Regions from separate parts of the Sus scrofa genome. Here region 1 is linked to region 2. A link is a contact called in public HiChIP or PLAC-seq data. All regions are on one chromosome and are shown on one strand. Each heading gives the region's core, a stretch centred on a gene start, on an enhancer-like site or on the middle of the called end of the contact. The rest is flanking DNA. Distances are from core to core; before and after follow the strand shown. Region 1 has its middle 20 kb from the start of ARPC1A. Region 2 has its middle 110 kb from the start of SMURF1.

The links. HiChIP or PLAC-seq counts read pairs in DNA pulled down with a chosen protein or histone mark.
Region 1: an H3K27ac HiChIP or PLAC-seq map of alveolar macrophages shows a contact between it and region 2. The contact joins two enhancer-like sites. A contact is called at or near these places in 3 of 5 promoter capture datasets (fetal liver, fetal skeletal muscle and liver), 2 of 47 Hi-C or Micro-C datasets (embryonic fibroblasts and liver) and 2 of 2 datasets of contacts at active chromatin or transcription factors (alveolar macrophages and skeletal muscle).

What each region holds. Positions count from the first base shown.
Region 1 is chr3:6,280,285-6,283,326 of Sscrofa11.1, reverse strand. No RefSeq gene overlaps it. Among named protein-coding and RNA genes, the nearest start is that of ARPC1A, 20 kb to the left of the region's middle. Within about 2 kb of position 1,741, at least 2 of the 83 cell types and tissues checked have an H3K27ac peak or open chromatin away from gene starts, as enhancers often do. A contact at or near this core is called in alveolar macrophages, where this site is marked.
Region 2 is chr3:6,029,801-6,033,007 of Sscrofa11.1, reverse strand. No RefSeq gene overlaps it. Among named protein-coding and RNA genes, the nearest start is that of SMURF1, 110 kb to the left of the region's middle. Within about 2 kb of position 1,742, at least 10 of the 83 cell types and tissues checked have an H3K27ac peak or open chromatin away from gene starts, as enhancers often do. A contact at or near this core is called in alveolar macrophages, where this site is marked.

The DNA of each region.
Region 1 (3,042 bases), core at 492-2,991, 250 kb before region 2:
TCCTGGGAGAGGCAGTGTCTTCTCAGTCAGGGAGGCCCTCGATGTCAGAGCATCAGGAATGCAGAAAATAAGAAAATAGGCTTAATACCATCCTTGATACAAGATTTCGCAGCCTTGAAAGACATCCCAGAACATGTGGCAAAATCATTTAAATAGTCTTTGCTCCTTTTACTCTGCAGAACATGGTGCCCTGATTAAACATCATGGGTGCCAGTTAGTGTTATTATTTTGCAAGACTGTACATATTATACCCTGTTCAGCCTTTAAGCCGTCCTGGAATTATATATTCTTAAGCACAAACAGCACATGTGGCTAAATGAGGTCCATTTCCTTATACATACTGGGTCAGAAACCTCACCTCATCGGCTACAAAGAATCATCTCTGTCTCTGCCGTCAACTGAATGGTCTTGGGCAAGTCGCTGAGCCTGTCCACATCTGTCCCCAGCCTCCCCAGCAAAGTGAGGAGCTACTCTGGGATTTTCTGGGCGTGGGGAGACCACAGGTGGACTGTCCGCCAAGAACCAATGATGAGGTCTTAAAACCTCATGGCATGCCCCACGCATTTCTCCAGCAAGAAGCTTGCTGCTGGCAGCTGCTAGACAGACAGGCCCAGCAGAGCCTTCCCCAACCCCAAGGTCAAGTGTCGAAGTCCTCCGGAATGCTAGAAGAGACTTGGTGAGTGTCTCAGCGCCATGCCTAATGGGCTCAGTGCCATGTCATCTTGCGTAAGCGTCACATTCCAATGAAGCAGATGCCGTGCTCGCTTCGGCAGCACATATACCAGTGAAGCAGATGCCGTTCTTACTCCTGATGTAATAGCTGAGAAAACAGGAGGTGAGGTGGGTTACGTTGCCCCAGGTCGCACTGCTGGAAAGGTGGAACCTGTGTCTGTCTGAATCCCTGGTATGAGAGTTCACCTCATTTTATGTAATTACGGAGGTGAAGGCTAGCTCAAAATAAGGGCACATTAGGTGATGTGTTCCGACTCAGTACTGGGTGGGACTCTTGAACCACGATGGTCAGTTGGAGCTGCAGTGGGCTGCCGTATTTTCCACTGGAAGGGTTCAGGCACAAGTCGGATCACCGCTCTTTGCAGGGATGTTATGGAAGGGAATCTCAAACTGGCAGCAAACTGGGCCAGACACCCTCTGAGCCCTAAAATGCTAACATCATTCGAAGATTTTGTGGTTGGGCATCTCCTAGGACGTTCACATACAGCAGTTGGAGACCCCCCCACCCCCACCCCAGGGCAGCGTCTCCACACTGGGTCCCTTTGCACAGAAGGAACCAAACGTGGTTCTCTTCTGGAGCTGCCCACAGAGCTCCACGTTTCCAACCGTCACAAGAGTGACTGGGCCTGTGTGAGGATGGCGGGGACCCATCAACAGAATATTAATTCTCCTTTCTCCAGCAGCCCTAACAGTGGTTTCTGTCTGCCAGTGGACGTGGGGAGAGGTCAGCGTGCTGAAATTCAAAGGGAAGATCCCATGTCCAGGGAGCTGGGGATGGGTGCGTTCTGAGGGCTGCCGCCTCCGGCCCCGCACCCCAAAGACTAGGACAGTCAGGGAGGGTCAGAAGGTGACAAAAATCCTGGCACCCTTGGGAAGGTTGAAGGACCCAGGAAGAGTCACTTGGAGGACTGTCTTCCTTTCAGGTTGTCCTGCAGGATCCTGGGTGTCAACACAGGTTGGCAAGTGGATTCCACCAGGGGGCAGGGCGCAGCCTGCTTTGAGGAAGAGCTCCCTGCGGTGTCAGGAAGGCCTCCCCTGGGAGGCGTTCACCCCACACGCCTTTGGGGTGCTCCCCCTTCAGGCCCGGCCCACTCTTATTGCTCAGGAAGCAGTGGTGAATACAGCGCAGAACTGCCTGCTCTCAGGGGGCTGACCTGCCTGAGTCTGAGCATCCTGGGAGATGCTGAGGTGGAGCTGGGGGGCCTTTGGGTCATTCAGGACCTCCTGTAACTTTCTCAGCTTTGCAAACCGATTTTGTCTTCCTGTCTCCAGTACACCCTTACATAGCTTGCAAAGAACCTCATCATCCTGCATAGTTTTCATGGTTTCCAGCAGACACAAGCCTGTGAATTAGGACACAGAGACACAACAGGACTCTGATACTCTAAAAATTGCTTTGGGATTCAGAAGTTTTGGGAAAAAATTCTTCACTTAAAAACAACTCCAGGGAGTTCCTGTCGTGGTGCAATGGAAACGAACCTGACTAGGAACCGTGAGGTTGTGGGTTTGATCCCTGGCCTTGCTCAAAGGGTGTCTGGCATTGCTGTGAGCTGTGGTGTACAGATTTGATCTCTAGCCTGGGAATCTCCATTTGCCGCAGGTACGGCCCTAAAAAAAGCCAAAAAGCCCAAAAACAAAACAAAACAAAAAACAACTCCAGTCGGTCTATTTTTCATGTTTCTTTTATTTAAGATGCCAGGCGGCAAGGCGTTAGAACGATCCCACACGAGGACTCATTTCTAGAGAACCGCCAGGTCCCACAGACATTACATATTCCGTCCTTGACATGAACATGTAGCATCTCAACTAAATCAGACCCACTGTTACTGTTATCCATGTGCCGGACAGCCCGATGCCGCCTCCGAGAAGCCACGCTGATTCTAATTCCTCTAATGACTGGGTATTTAAACCCCAAGCCCCTCTCCCCCCACAGCTCTCTATTCTTTTGCTCCTGTCTCTTTCCGGCTTGCACTTTCCTTTATGTAGTCACCATTCTCAGGATAGACCCAGTTTTCCGTTTTCATGTGTGTTTCCTCTCAGGGGTCTGCTGTTGAGGTCTGTATCAACAGAAGAAAAAGAGGGTAAGAAGACCCTTGTGGGCCAGAGCTGGGTGCTCTGACATCTTTGCCCCCCTTCTTGCTAGAAGGACAACGCCCTGAGGGGCCCGGGCTGCTTTCTTCCTTGTAACAGACACCACTGGGTCGTACCTGGCTCATTCTGTGCGGGGGTGGAAGGGTTTAGGGATGCTTCTCGGAGCCCGGCCTGCTCAGGTGGGCCTGAGCTCTACCTGGACCATCGAGGGGGCTGTGC
Region 2 (3,207 bases), core at 493-2,992:
AGTGAACCCATGCCAACACCAGGTCTTTAACCTGCTAGGCCACCAGGGAACTCTGATAGAAGTATTCTTAGAATAATGATTACTACCTGACAAATGTTTAAGTGTGCTCTTAGAACGTGACTGCTTCCACTTCGTTCTATTCTCTAGGTCCTGTTAACATGGGATTTATGTTGTTAATAAGTACATCAAAAAATCCATACATACAGCAAAAATTTACTTTTGTCTTCTAAATAACGGACCATTTTCTACTGGGTTTTTTTTGGGGGGGTGTTACGTGATTATACAATAGCTTGAATGAAAGCTTTATAAAAATATAATTCTTAGCATATGACTTATTAATTGTAAAAATGTGAATCTCATTACAAATGTATTTCCATACTAGGTAGCCACTGGGTGGTATAGAAATAGTGCTTTCACTGAGACTATAAAACACTGAGGAAGGAAACTGAAGATGACTCACAGAAGTGGAAAATACCCCATGACATCGTACTGTGAAAGTGGCCATGCCACCCAGAACAGTTACTGCGAGCTCTATCAGACTACCCATGCCACCTTTCACAGAACTGGAACAATCCTGAGATCTATGTGCAACCACAAAAACTCACTTGCTAAAGCAATCCTGAGGAAAGAGAACAAAGCTGGAGGCACAACCCTCCCAGAGTTCAGACAAGATACAAAGCTACAGGAATCAAAATGGAAGATGTGGGCACAGAAACAGACACAGGGGGATCAATGGAACAGAATACACAGAGCCCCCCAAACCCCCACACACCTATGATCAATTAGTCTTTGACAGAGGAGCTAAGACTGTACAATGGAAAAAAAGAGTCTTCAGGAGTTCCTGCTGTGGCTCAGCGAGTTAAGAACCAGACACAATGTCTGTGAGTATATGGGTTCAATCCCTGGCCTTGCGCAGTGGGTTAAGCTGCGGTGTGGGTCACAGACATGGCTTGGCTCTGGCACGGCTGTGGCTGTGGCCGTGGCCGGAAGCTGTGGCTTCAATTCGACCCCTAGCCTGGGAACTTGCATAAGCTGCAGGTGCGGCCCTAAAAAGACCAAAAAAAAGTGGTGCTGGGAAGTATGGACAGCCAGCCACACGTAAATCAATGAAGATAAAACACACCCTCTTACCATAAAAAAAAAAAAAAAAATTAACTCAAAATGGCTTAAAGACTTAAATATAAGATATGAGATCCTAAAACTTGTACAAGAGAATATAGACAAAACATTCTCCGACATAAATTGTGCCAGTATTTTCTTAGCTCAGTCTCCCAAGGCAATGGAAATAGAAGCAAAAATAAATAAATGGAACCTAATCAAATGCACAAGCTCCTGCCCAGCAAAAAAAGACAACCTACGAACTGGGAGGAAATATTCACAAATGTAACTGAGAAGGGCTTCATCTCCAAAATACGGTCAGCTTGTGCAGCTCACTAACAACAGCAAAAAAAACAACCCAATCAAAAAATGGGCAGATCTAAATAGACATCGCTCCAAAGACGACACACGAATGGCCACCAGGCACATGAAAAGATGCCCAGTGTGGCTAATTATTAGAGACCTGCACATCACAACTACTACAAGGTATCACCTCACGCCTTCCTTGAAAAGGCAGGCAGCTGTCAGGTGCTTCCAGCCAAGAGGACTAAACCAGTCACAAAAGAATGCATACTGTGTGCGCCTCCTGCTGAGTCACATTCACAGCGACGCAGTAGGAGGGTGTTTGCCTGGGGCTGCGGGAGGGGCCGTCTCATGGGAACAGCGCTTCCGCTTCCGCCTGGGATGAGAGGCCCTGGAGGACCGTGGTGATGGTTGTGCAAGGATGTGGCTGTGTTGAATGCCACTTTCTTGTACACATAAAAATGGTTAAAAGGGGGGGTTCCTGCTGGGGCCCAGTGGAAACAAATCTGCCTAGTATCCAGGAAGATGCAGGTTCCACCCCTGGCCTCGTGCAGTGGGTCGGGGATCCAGCGTTGCAGTGGCTGTGGTGTAGACCCGCAGCCATAGCTCTGATTTGACCCCTAGCCTGGAAAGCTCCACATGCCGAGGGTGCAGTCTTAAAAAGTAAAAAAAAAAAAAAAAAAAGGTTAAAAAGGTCAATTTGGTTTTATGTATTCTACAATTCGAAAACTCTCATAGTACTCACCTTGACACAGCGACTGGAGAGCCAGGTGTGGACCGGATGTGGCCCCTGACAGGAGCCCCTCTCTGACCTCGCCTGGCACCCAGGGGCCCAGGTCCCAGCAGGGCCATGTTCAAGGGAGAAAGCTGAGACTCGTGGTCACAGGGGCACTGGCTCCGGTCTCCCGTCTTGACCTACAGACGGAGCTCAGGTGACGCTGTCCCCATCAGGGACTCTCCTGCCCTGGTTGCTCAGATGCTTCCTAAGAACCAGGGTCAGTGCACGGACACAGAGTGGGAAGGCCTGGCCTGGAACCCAGGCCCCTGTCACCAGCACACCCACTCGACGCCCACCATCGAGGCTGAGTAACAAACGGCCCTTCATTCAAATGCCACCCACACATCTCTGCCACCACCAGGCTCCACGCCAGCTCCCCAGGGGCACAAAGGCAACTCAGTGGCTTATTCCAAAGTCCTGACCCCGGCTCGGGAGGCCTCGTTGCCCAGACTCTGGGGACGGCCGGGCAGCCAGGCCTCCTCCCGACTGGGGCCTGATGACTGCCTGACACCTGTCAATTTACATACGTGGCTGCGGCCATGCTGGAATCCAAGACATCGTCTCACAAAACCAGCCCTCAAGTCACTGTAAAACCACAGAAGTAGCTCCAAAGAATGGATGGAGAGGCCAGTCAGAAGGATAAAACCCGGCCGCTCCGCCCCCTTCCGGCTCTGGGGTGTGGGCGGCCCGGGAGTCCAGCTGGGCGAGGGTCAGTCATTTCTCCGGCATCAGCTCTGGGACGTGACCTTGGACGCGCCATTCACCCTGAGCTGGCAGGCCCTCTCCACCTCAGGGCTGAGACCCACCTAGGACTGGAGACCAGCACAGGGACCTCAGGCGGTCGCCATCAGTGCCACCCACCACCAGCCAGCAGGCGCGGTCACAGCCCAGCCCCGCCCGGCCTCCAGCACATCCGTTTGCCCGCCGGACCGGGCGGTGTGGCGAGATTTGGGTGAAGCAGCTGCAGACCTCACCTGCACTGGCCTCGAACAGCGGGGTCCAGGGGAGGCCAAGGGGGGCCCTGAGCG